Linked DNA regions of Mus musculus: region 1 is linked to region 2. Evidence: chromatin contacts called from public Micro-C data. All regions are on one chromosome and are shown on one strand. The core of a region is the stretch at or near the end of the contact, and the rest is flanking DNA. Distances in the headings are between cores, read along the strand shown. Region 1 has its middle 45 kb from the start of C530043A13Rik. Region 2 holds the start of Igfbp5 (insulin-like growth factor binding protein 5).

The links. Hi-C and Micro-C count contacts between places; a contact is called where the count stands out from the background.
Region 1: a contact with region 2 is called in a Micro-C map of granulosa cells, with 3 times the contacts expected there. The contact joins two enhancer-like sites. A contact is called at or near these places in 12 of 39 promoter capture datasets (the 3T3-L1 cell line, the C10 cell line, the HPC-7 cell line and 8 more), 1 of 15 datasets of contacts at CTCF or cohesin (pro-B cells), 8 of 484 Hi-C or Micro-C datasets (the G1E-ER4 cell line, the Patski cell line, adipose-derived mesenchymal stem cells and 5 more), 13 of 115 datasets of contacts at active chromatin or transcription factors (astrocytes, cardiomyocytes, craniofacial prominence and 7 more) and 1 of 9 other capture datasets (embryonic stem cells).

Annotation. Positions count from the first base shown.
Region 1 is chr1:73,482,487-73,487,786 of GRCm38.p6, forward strand. No RefSeq gene overlaps it. Among named protein-coding and RNA genes, the nearest start is that of C530043A13Rik, 45 kb to the right of the region's middle. Within about 2 kb of position 2,710, at least 1 of the 459 cell types and tissues checked has an H3K27ac peak or open chromatin away from gene starts, as enhancers often do. A contact at or near this core is called in granulosa cells, where this site is marked.
Region 2 is chr1:72,869,300-72,875,161 of GRCm38.p6, forward strand. It overlaps Igfbp5 (insulin-like growth factor binding protein 5), which reads right to left and starts at 5,566. Exons shown (of 4, transcript NM_010518.2): 1 at 4,507-5,566. The coding sequence starts at 4,840. Within about 2 kb of position 1,477, at least 194 of the 459 cell types and tissues checked have an H3K27ac peak or open chromatin away from gene starts, as enhancers often do. A contact at or near this core is called in granulosa cells, where this site is marked.

The DNA of each region.
Region 1 (5,300 bases), core at 1,460-3,959, 610 kb after region 2:
TCCTCCTCCTCCTCCTCCTCCTCCTCCTCTCTCTTTATGTGCGTTCAGGCACACATGTAGTCATGTGTGTGTGTGTGTGTGTGTGTGTGTGTGTGTGTGTGTGTGTGTGTGTGTATACACATGAGTATGTACGCTTATACAGACATATATATGTATTAATATACATATATATATGCACACATATATGCACCCGTGTTTATTTGCTTTTTAAACCTTAATCTGCCTTCCACCGTCTGTTTCTCCCTTTCAAATCATCTGCTGAGCCCTTCCCTGTGTGTAACAAAACTCTCCCTAGAACAGCAATCGCTAATTTGACTGTTCTAGTCTGCATCCTGTTAACTCCGTAGCTGAAGTATGACAATTACACTCGCAGACTGAGCAGACCAGAGTGGCAACGGTGAAGGTGGAATTCTGAATGTGTCTTCAAAGTGACGCCTGATAATAGAAATGGTTATATCTAGAAGGGAACCAATCTGACCTTGCATCATTATAGGACCACTCAATCTTAGGGTGCCCCCTGTGCTGGCTGCTTGGATCTCTGAGTCTGCTACCTTATCACATGTCAAACTCCTTCCCCTAGGCTTGCATCCCCTTTCTCCTGTGTTTCTGACTTACTATCTGAACCTAAAAGGTTTTATTTTCTTTTGTGCTTGACTATTAATTAATGTCAACAATGTAAACTTCACTTTCTCGAAGTATCCAGCAAACAATAAGAAAAATGGTGATTGTCGGGAGGTGAACAGTGGGAGAAAAGGGGATAATCAAAGATGACTTGGAAGTCTTTGAACAACTGAGAAAAGAAGCTCATTGCTTCCTCTGTGTTCCCATATCCTTTTCTTAATACCAAAACAAGACTACAGTTGAAGTCCAGATGTGCACATCTTTCCCTAGATATGATGTTTCTTAACTTTCAGATGATAATGACAGTTATGTGTCCCAGTCAGTGTAGAGAAACCACTCACCTATCACCCTATACACACACATTCTGTATTAAAAGTATGTAAATTCTGACTGTAATCAAGAGTAACCTTACTCTGTGTACCATTTCTACAGAGGGAGGCACACTTCTCTTGTATTACCAGGAAAGTATAATCTACCCTTCTTTCCTTTCTTTGTTACACAAAGGGAAGACTTAAACTCAGTGACTTAATTTTGGAAGCACAGTTTAAGAATTTTCAAGGAAAAAAAAAACATGCATTGAAAGCTTCAAAAGTAAACCCAGTACTGGAGAGACAGAGGCAGGCAGATTTCTGAGGAGGCCAGCCTCTTCTACAGAGTTCCAGGACAGCCAGGGTTATACAGAGAAACGCTGTCTGGAAAAAAAAGTAAATTTAAATACACACACACACACCAATGCTCGGTCTCATAATAGTATACTTGCCAATGATGTTTGTAGACTAAATTTTTGGAGTGCCCTTTTTCTTAGGACAAAATGAATACCATTTATCCACTACCAGACAAAGCCTAAGTCACTTTCAACTCAAGCAAATCTTTTCACTTTCAACTTCAGTAGGAAAACTTTACTGGGAACACATGGTGTATATTTATGAGGGCCAGAACACTCAACAAACCATGTCATTATAGTTCATCATTAACTCAAGAATTGAATTAATCCATAGCTGCAATCAAGTCCAATTTGGGCCCGAGCCTCCTGGTAGCTAATACAAAACAAAACAGAACCAGCTAGAAAATACAAATTATTATAAGGAAGGAGGCACAGCATTTTGAAAGATCAACAGTGTAATATTTGGGGTATTGAAGGCAGAGAAAGATCTGGTAACAGCCACCAGCAGCAAAGACTGCAACATTCCACAGGGTGTGTTCTTCACCCCAAATCAAGGGCATCATATAAAAGCACAATTCAGTAAAACGACAGAGCAAAGCAAACTTTAAAGGATGCATCCTGATCCAAGGATGAAGAGAGGAGACCTAGTATGTGCTGTGTGATACAGCAACTTTGAACCATGGGTGATCTAAAATGTGAGTAGCCTCCTTAGGGGAGTAGATTGTAAGCATAAAACCTGAAATGAATTCTGATGCTTTTGTACAATAACCAAAAGGAGGGAACATTAGATAAATGTTGAAATGAGGGTATATTAGATGTGTTGGGCTAAATAAAACATTAACTTCTCTTGATTGCTTTATTTTTTTTTATACTTTTTATGTGCCCACCAGAAGATTCTAAATAATACATCTGGCTTGTGGTTGGGTCATTCAAGGATGATGTCACCACTGGATAACAGCAGCTCTAGAGCAGTGTTCTTGCCCATTCTCCTTGGATTGATTTTCTCCCTCCCTGCCTAGCATCCACATCTGTGACCAGAAGGACCTAATGTCCTTCTCCTAGGGTTAAATGCACTGGCCCATGTGAAATGCTTAGCACAGTGTCTCACATCTTGGAGTCCGGCATATCTTCCTATGTCCATAAACCTTCCTTGGGAGCTGAAAACGAGGACATTCTAACTCCTAAAACTGTCTGCTTATCAGGCTAGCCAGTCTACCTATAATAAACCCACTGTTCCCAGAGGCCCAGGCTGGTTTCTCTACTTTAAAGAAGTTCAGTGCCCTGTGGTTCGAGTGTCTTGGGACTGGCAACTCCAGCCCTTGTGGAATAACCAACAAAATGATGTTTAGGGGATGCTGTTTATAGAAGACAGGAGTCGCACCCCACTCAAGGCCTTTGTTTAAAATTCTTTCTGTAACCACATGACGCTCTGTTTGGGTTTGGTCCTCTCATTAAATAAATATCTGGAGACTCTTCATGAATCATCACAGATATGTGTGACCAAGGTTTGTAAAATAATGGCCCTTACTCTAAGATTAAACATGGTAGATTCCCAAACCATCTCTTAGATGCTCAAGAAGTTGAGGTACAACTCTTTCCAACCAGGCAAAGGGAAAGAAAAGGTGCTATCATTTCCTACAGGATTGCTGCTCACAAGCTTGCTATACAGTCTCCTTGGGGATCAGTGAGAAGGCCCAAGGCAAAGACCAAGACACTAAGCTATGTAAAAACAGAACTGAGAGGACAAAGGCCATCTCATTAACCTGAGACGTACTCAAACTCAGTTCAATACTTGGACCACACATGTGCCAATGGCTTCTGAATAGGGTTGAAATGATAATTTGGTATTTTGTTTTAGTGAACTGCTGACAATGTAGGAGTATTTATGGATCTAAGTTTTATCCTCAGCAAGTGTAAGTCACCCTCAGGGTTTCCTTATGAAAGAAAAGAGACAGAACTAGGAAAGACAATCCTTGTAGTTTGAAGTCTTTTTTCTAATCAACAGACGTTAACTTTTAGAGTAGTTTCCTCTGTGTGTGTGTGTGTGTGTGTGTGTGTGTGTGTGTGCGTGTGTGTGTGTGTGTGTGTGTGTGTGTGTATGTGTGTGTGTAAGGGGAGAACAGAAGATGCAGAGAATCCCCACATAGTGTATGTGTGCAACACATACACACACACACAAGGGAGGGAGGTCAGACAGGGAGAGATCTACTTTTGCTTCTTGGGCAGCACTCAAGTGATGTGCTGGCTACAATCATGGTGGTAATATTGATGTTTTCCACTTCACTAATGTCCACAGCTTGGATTAGAGTTTGTTTTCTGGTTTTTTGAAAATGCACACTGTTACTTTCCTACCCTGATGGTGGCACTTGAATCAGCTCCACTATTCTCAGGTAATTTTGTTTTCTCTTCACCAGCCCCTGGCAACCATGTAGTTTTTTATGACTCTGCATTTCTCCCTGTTCCACAGTGTCTACAATTGGAAGTGTATAGTATACAGCCTAGTTAGACTGGCCTAACAAAATCTGCTAAAGGCCCCTCTGTGGCCTTTTTTAAAGCATGAAGAAAGCAGTGCATCTCATGAGGGACTGAGAGCAGAGAAAGAACTCCTTTTAAAGGCTCTATGGTTGGTTTCGGTGCCTAGTATCAGAATGACATAAAGGACAAAATTGCAGGAAGAGGCCCAAAGATAAGAACAATCATGCTTGTATGAGCAGGAGAGCTTGAACACACACACATGTGCACACACATGCATACACATATGCATTTGCATACAAACATACACAATTATAGGATCACACACTCAGACATTAGCACACTCCCATATTCACACCCAAGGACATAATCCTAAACTTACAACTCACACATACATTCACACAGAAACATGCTCACAGATCCATGCTTACCTTCACACACACACACACACACACACACACACACACACACACACATCTTAAATTCGCAAACACACTCACCTACATACATTTGCTCAAATGCCCTCACATTCACACTCACACATGATTGCACATCTAGACATGCACACTCTGAAAGCCATATGCACACAAAACTCTGAATTGCTCATACTCATATATGCACTCAAATACACACAATCTCACAATTATACATACACATGCACAGACTCATGCTCTCACATGCATGCACTCACACACATGTTCACAAAAGTACCACACACTTTCACAAAGTACACACACACACACATACTATCACACCTACTGTGGTGGTTTGAATATGCTTGGCCCATGGATTGGCATGATTAGGAGGTGTTGCCTTGTTGGAGTAAGTGTGGCCTTGTTAGAATAGGTGTGGCCTTGTTGGAGTAGGTGTGGCCTTTTTGGAGGTAGTGTGTCAGTGCTGGAGTAGGCTTTGAGACCCTACTTCTAGCTGCCTGACAAGTTAGTTTTCTCCTACATCAAATGAAGATAGAACTCTCAGCTCCTCCTGCACCATGCTTGCCTGGATGCTGCCATGCTCCTGCCTTGATGGTAATGGACTGATCCTCTGAACCTGTAAGCCAGCCCTTATTAAATGTTGCCCATATAATAGTTGCCTTGGTCACGGCATCTGTTCACAGCAGTAAAACCCTAAGACACTCCCTTATAGATGATCACATGAGCATACATACCCACATGCTTGCTCACACACATATACACAATCACTCACTTATACACACTCATGTTTGCATCTTGCACATTTACCTGCACTCGCACACCATGATAAATCTAGTGGTAGTGGTGTCTGATCAGCAGACCTTGACCTTATCAACAAAGTCTACATGATGCCTAGAGCTTTGTCCCTTTCCTCTCCAGAAGACTATCCTTCCATTTTAATATCCTTCATTATGTTGCTTTCTCTTGTCTGGTGTATAGTCAGTCACTGACTCCAAAGTATGACTTATTCACTCAATAGATCAAACTAGTAGTTTTGCTAAATAACTTTCTCCATTGCCACCCTCTGTTAGGTGTCTGTATTCCAGTTCCTTTCAGTAAGTGATCTTCAT
Region 2 (5,862 bases), core at 227-2,726:
TAAGTGGAGGGGTTTCCTCTTTGCTTTCAGAACACCTACCACTGGAAGGTAGCATTTGGCAATGTTGGCCAAGGTTGCAAGGTTAGACCAGGCCTAGGCAAGAGCCCTAGTGACTAGTGAAGGAGCCAGAAATAGCAGAAATAGCAGGGCAGAGTGCCTCAGCCCCTAGGGAGAAGCCAAGTTCAAGTCCTGACAACCACAGATCTTGTCTTGGGCAAGTGGCTTACTGTTTTAGGTCTCAATGTCTTTATCTGTAAAGTGGGGCCCTTGACCATGAGGGTAGCCCTGGGTTTACTTCCAGCTTTAAGGTTCTTTGGACACTATCCAGACAATTCCTGGAGAGTTGCTAGGACACAGCTAAGACATGTGGCCAGGCAGAAAAGGCCACTTCTCCATACAAACAAATGTCTAGTTACTCATCTGGATTTATGTTTTATAAGAAATGGGAAGCAGACATATGCATCACAGTCCTCGGTTATTTGCCTGTTTCTGCAGACATGTGACTAATCTTATTGCCTTGAATAGTCTACCCAGTTAGAAATGTAATGGTAGCCTTTGAGAATTGCTAGTTTTCACCTAATTGGCAAAAGTGCAAACTTACAATGGAACAAAACCCCTCCCACTTGCTAGCTGTGGCTCCTGGTAACCATCCCCTCGCTTCTTGGCTCCTAAGGGGTGCCCCTTGTTCATACTTGATTATATACAGAGTTCCTCCACCTTCTGAACGTTGTGGCTCTGGAGGGTATAATCCCTTCTTTCAATTTTCATTTTTCTCCACATTAAATACTTCAAGGTTTCATAGGCATGGGCTGCTTGGGTGCAAAGTAAAACTTTTTTTTTTTTTTTTTTTTTTTTTGGTAAATCTTTCCGTCCCTCTTGCTCCTCCTCCCTGAATTAAGAAAGCGGGACCCGGTCAGCAGGGAATCTTGCTTCCGTGTCCTCCGTTCTAACCAGCTCCGTGACCTCTGGCTGGGGGATCAGCTTGGCCCTGCCCGTGCAGCTGCAGGTGGCTGCTTGCTTAAAGCGAGAGGGCAAAGGCGGAACTGCTCAGATTTAAAACTCCGCCCTCAGTTGGGGCGTGGACATGAGGGAGGGGTTAGGGGAGCGGAGGAGAGGCTACCGAAGTCCGTGGGGGCGTGGGGGAAAGGGACTTGGAAAGAAAAGCAGCTTCATTGGGCCAGCTGTGCTGTCTCCTCTAAGCCTTGCTGACACAGCAGAAAGATGGGGGCAAAGGCAAGAAACGTTAAAGCCATCCCTCTCGCCCAACTCCCGTTTTGGTTGGCTTCGGCATAGCCCTCACTCACAGACTTGCTTCAGAGGAGGGCGTGCGGCGGGAAAGTCATCTGGCTCCTTCAATTTTTCATAACCTTGTTCAATCCAGACATGAATTTGGCCAAAAAGTCTTAGTCTGGGTTAACTTCAGCGTGGCATTTGGACTAGGCTTGGAGCTGAAGCCAGGTCGATGGAGACCAAAGCCGCCCAAGAAGCAAAGGCCGAATTCATTTTCATTTACATAATGTACCCCTCCCCTTGGTTTCCCAGAAGCACATTTTTTTTTTATGTTGCTCTTTGCCTTATTTCTCAATGACAGGATTGACATTCACAGCCCTCTGCTCTCCACATCTCAGATTTTGCGTTTCTGCTAGCTCAGGAGACACTCCCCAGATTCTCCGGTATGTTAGGCTCCCACCGCTGAAAGCACATTTTCTAGAGAATGCCCTCAACACATTTTAGGCCTTCCTTGATCCATCGAGGCTCATCTTTCTTGGTCCTAGAAACCCCTGTGTCCCTAGTCCCCTTAGCCTCACACACACTGCCTTCTGTATCTATCGCTGGCCCCTGAACTGGCCAAAAGAAAATGCAGGGCCAGGCGCGCTCCAAGCCCTGGACATCTAGGCGACTCCCTCTCCAGTTGCCAAGCAACGCAACCAGCAAAACCCCAGGCTCCGCCTGCCTGCGTACACCTCCCTCTCCCGAAGCTTTGGCTGCCAGCCACCTCTCCTTCGCTCCTCACTTCTCAATCTAGAAACTCACTGTACTGGGGGGTGGGGGTGTTACATAATATAATAATATGAATATATAATATATATTTTTGGTTGCATACCAAATATAAATACAACATATGTATATTATAGCTTCCAACTGCGGGAGAAGAGGATTGTCCAAGCTCACACTACTCAGATTTCAGTGGTGGGGGAGGGGGCCTAGGGAGCAAGAATTTCTCCTAAAGGACCCAGAAGACAATCTCCTCTCTTCATTATCCATTTTCCTTTCTTTAAGAATGACGTCATCTTTAGCTTTTTTTTGGGGGGGGGGTGGGCATCCAAATAATGGCTCGAAGGATCTTCTCCGAGAGCCGGCTCCCATTCGGGAGGAAGGTATTAACCTTTGCCACTGTGGTCGGCAGCCAGGGTGCAATTGTAGGCTGTTAGGCACCTGCCTGACGCGGGCTGGGGTTGGAGTGAGGGCGAGGAGAGGGTGTTGCTTCTGGTTGCTTCGGCTGCAGAGAATTCTAAAGCGATCTGGCGCGGGACAAAAATATGGTTCGTACGTGTGTGCATGTATGCGTGCACGCGCGCGTGTGCACTGGGTCCACTTGGGAAGTAGGATGCTGCCTCTTTGCTGGTCCAGCATCTGCGTGAGTGAGTGCGCACAGAGCTCACTCCTTTTATTCCTAGCTACTCCCTATCTACCGCTTGGCTGGGCAAATAAAAGTGGGGCGAGGATACTGCGGAGTCATAACTTGCGCAATTCGGCTGTGATGGGATTGCTAGCCAACCTTTTTGTCTCCAAGCCAGGTGATGGATTCCTACGGCTTCAGCAGGCAAAAATGTAATAGAAATAACCTAAAAAATCGGTCTCTGGGGGCTTCCGCGGTTTGTATGCCCCCAACCCCCTCATTATGCAACTTCTCACGATAGCTCAAACTTGCAATTTCCGGGGAGAGAGGCTGAGCTCACGCAAGCTCTGCTATCTACTGATGGGCACTCACGTACCCTCCTACGTGGTGGAATCCATAGGTCTTTAGCTTGCGTTCAGAAAAATTACAAACCTCCTCACGTTGGAGTAATGGAGGACGACAGGTGGTGAGAAGGGCTTTATCTTTGTAAGGAACCGCACCAAATAAACATTTAGCTAAGTCTTAACATCTCTCCTAGCTCAGATTTTGTGCATTGTTGGTTAAGCTTAAATATTTATAATATATAAATATAAAAATAATTTGATAAAAATATATAATCAGGTAACTCCCCCAAGAAACCTAGCTCGAGGCAAAACTGTTTTGATTGAACAAGAAGCTCTGTCAATCATTTAAACCACAGACTCCAGGCACGGAGAATTTGGAGGCGGGGCAAGAGGGGGCGGGGCAAACGGAGGGGTGGCTCCCAGAGCGTGGTCTTCCTGTCTCCGCCCCTTGAGTTTTGCATTCTGTGTTTCCAGGGCCCCTCACGCACTTAGCCACACTCACTTTTAGTCTGGTTTAAGTGATGGGTGGAGGGTGGGGCTGCTGGGGGTGGGGGTGGAGTGAGGAGAGAGGGAAGGGAGATGGAGAGGGCCAGCATCCAGTGGGAACTTGAGGATGTCTTCACCCCCACATCCCTCTTCACCTCTCAAACCTGTGTCCATCTTTTTATCTTAACTAAAATCTGAATTTAGGAGGGGAAAAAAAACCATTAGATTCAGGGACGAACATTCAGCACAGAACACCAAACTCTTTCAGCTCATACCCCACGCCCTACCCCAGCCCTCCCGAAGTATTCTTTCTCTTCCTGGGAGGAAAAAAGAGAGACGTTTTACAGTCTAATATGTTTCATCGATCATAATCAATCATATCAATTCAAAAGCAGCAAGTGTACGTGTGGGTGAGCTCTCAATACCTCCACCCAAAAGACATTAGTTGTCAAGTGGGGGGGGGGGATGTACGCGCGTACGCGCGCGCGCGCGCTCCTGAGCAAATAGGAATAGAGTGAGAGATAAATTTAGAGGCACTGAGATGGGGGCGGAGGGGTGAGGCTTGGAGGGATCAAGGTAGAATTAGCTTTAAAGATGGAACGCATCTTCAGATTCCAATTAAAATGACCTTTTAACAGAAAGGATTTTCTAAAGTTTAGGGAGAAAAGTACGGGGTTGGGGTGGAGAAGGGAGTTGATAATTTAACCTGTTCTTTTTCAGAGAGGATTCTCTTGGGATTTGGACTTTGAGACTCAAAAGGAGCTCAGAGTCAGAATTGCCACGAGTTAGGAGTGGGGGAGGGTCGGGTTGGGGTGGAGATGAAGTGTAAACTGGTAGAGACGGTTAGACAGCCGCCTAGGATAGCTTGCTCTGCCAGGGATTCAAGTGTGAGGTGCAAGGACCCACCCCATCTACTCTCAGGAGCTACTAGGGTCTAAGCCACTTGCTGCGCGCGCAAAGCGCGCGGGTTCCCAATCGGTCCCCGGTCCCCACCCATCCAAGGTGCCTCCCTCCCCAGCTCCTGTGCCGTGCAACTGAAACCCCAGTAGCGCTCACCTATCTTGGTTTGCTCGCCGTAGCTCTTTTCGTTGAGGCAAACCCCGCGGCCGTGCAGCAGGGCGTGCAGCGGCTTCTCCTCATCCTGCCGGGGGAGGCAGCGCAAACCCTGGGCGCAGCGCTCCGTGTAGACGCCACACGACTGTCCCTCCGCCAGGGCGCAAGTCATGCAGCAGCCACAGCCGGGCTCTTTGACCAGCTCACAGCCCAGAGGGCTGGGGGGACACATGGACAGAGCTTTCTCGTCGCAGGGTTCACAGTGCACGAAAGAACCCAGGCCTTGAGCCGGTACGGCATAGGCGGCCAGCAGCAGGAGGACCACGCTGATCACCATTTTCTCGGAGTCTGGCTTTACCTCGGGGCGGGGCAGGAGAGCGAGAGTGTGTGGAGAAAGAGGGAGCCTGGAGATTTTTTTCCTTTTAAATCTCTTGCAGGTAGAGCAGGTGCTCTCCCCCAAACACTTGCAAAATATGAGGCAAGGAGGATTCAGATGCCTGCACGCAAGTCCCAATTGCGAGGATTAAAGACTTGCAACAGGTTGGGGGTGAAAAAAAGAGGCGCGCCAGGTGCACGCAGAGCGAGCGGAGACCGTAGAAACCCCCAGGCGGGATCGGGTCAGAATTGGGGGTGGTGGTGGAGAGAACCACAGAATTGCTCACTCCAAAGCAACAGAAATAATTAGCTTGGAGGCCTTGAAAAGGGAGGAGGTGAAGAAAAAAATGGATTGGGCTTAATTTTCCCCCCTTTGCTTAAAATCTAAAACGCAACCCCACTCCGCTCGGTCTCAGCGGCCAGCTGCGCTGCTGCCGCAGAACAGGTAAGAGGCGTCGGCGGCTGACAACAAGATCGGGAAAATGTTGAAATCGAGGGGGGAAAAAGGGCAAAAACCCAGACCTCACCAAACCTGGACCCCAACACCTGCTCTGTCACCACCTCTTCGAAACCCGCAGGTTCTGCGTGAAGTCCGGAGAAGGGTGCAGACCGAGGGGGGGGGTAACAAAAAGGAACAAAAAGGGGGAAAAAAGCCCAAACAGCTTTGCAGCTCTTTCCTAGCTCTTTTAGAAGTTTCCAAAGAGACTGCGGGCTCTGGTCGAGCAGGCGCTTTTAAATAGACGGCCCCTGGCTGCCAGCCAGTTGTAGCTGCAATTTGAGCTCCCCAACACCCAACCCATGCAAGGATGCCAAGGAGCTTTGCAGCGCAAACTCACACGGGGTGGGGGTGGGGAAGAGAGGCCTTCTAGACACGGGGGCTCCCCTTCGCTCCCTACACAGAGCCCTCCTCCTCACGGAATGTACGGAAAGGGCTTTGGGGGGGGGGCGAAGACAGGCGAGCTACAGAGGAGAGTAGGGAGAAGG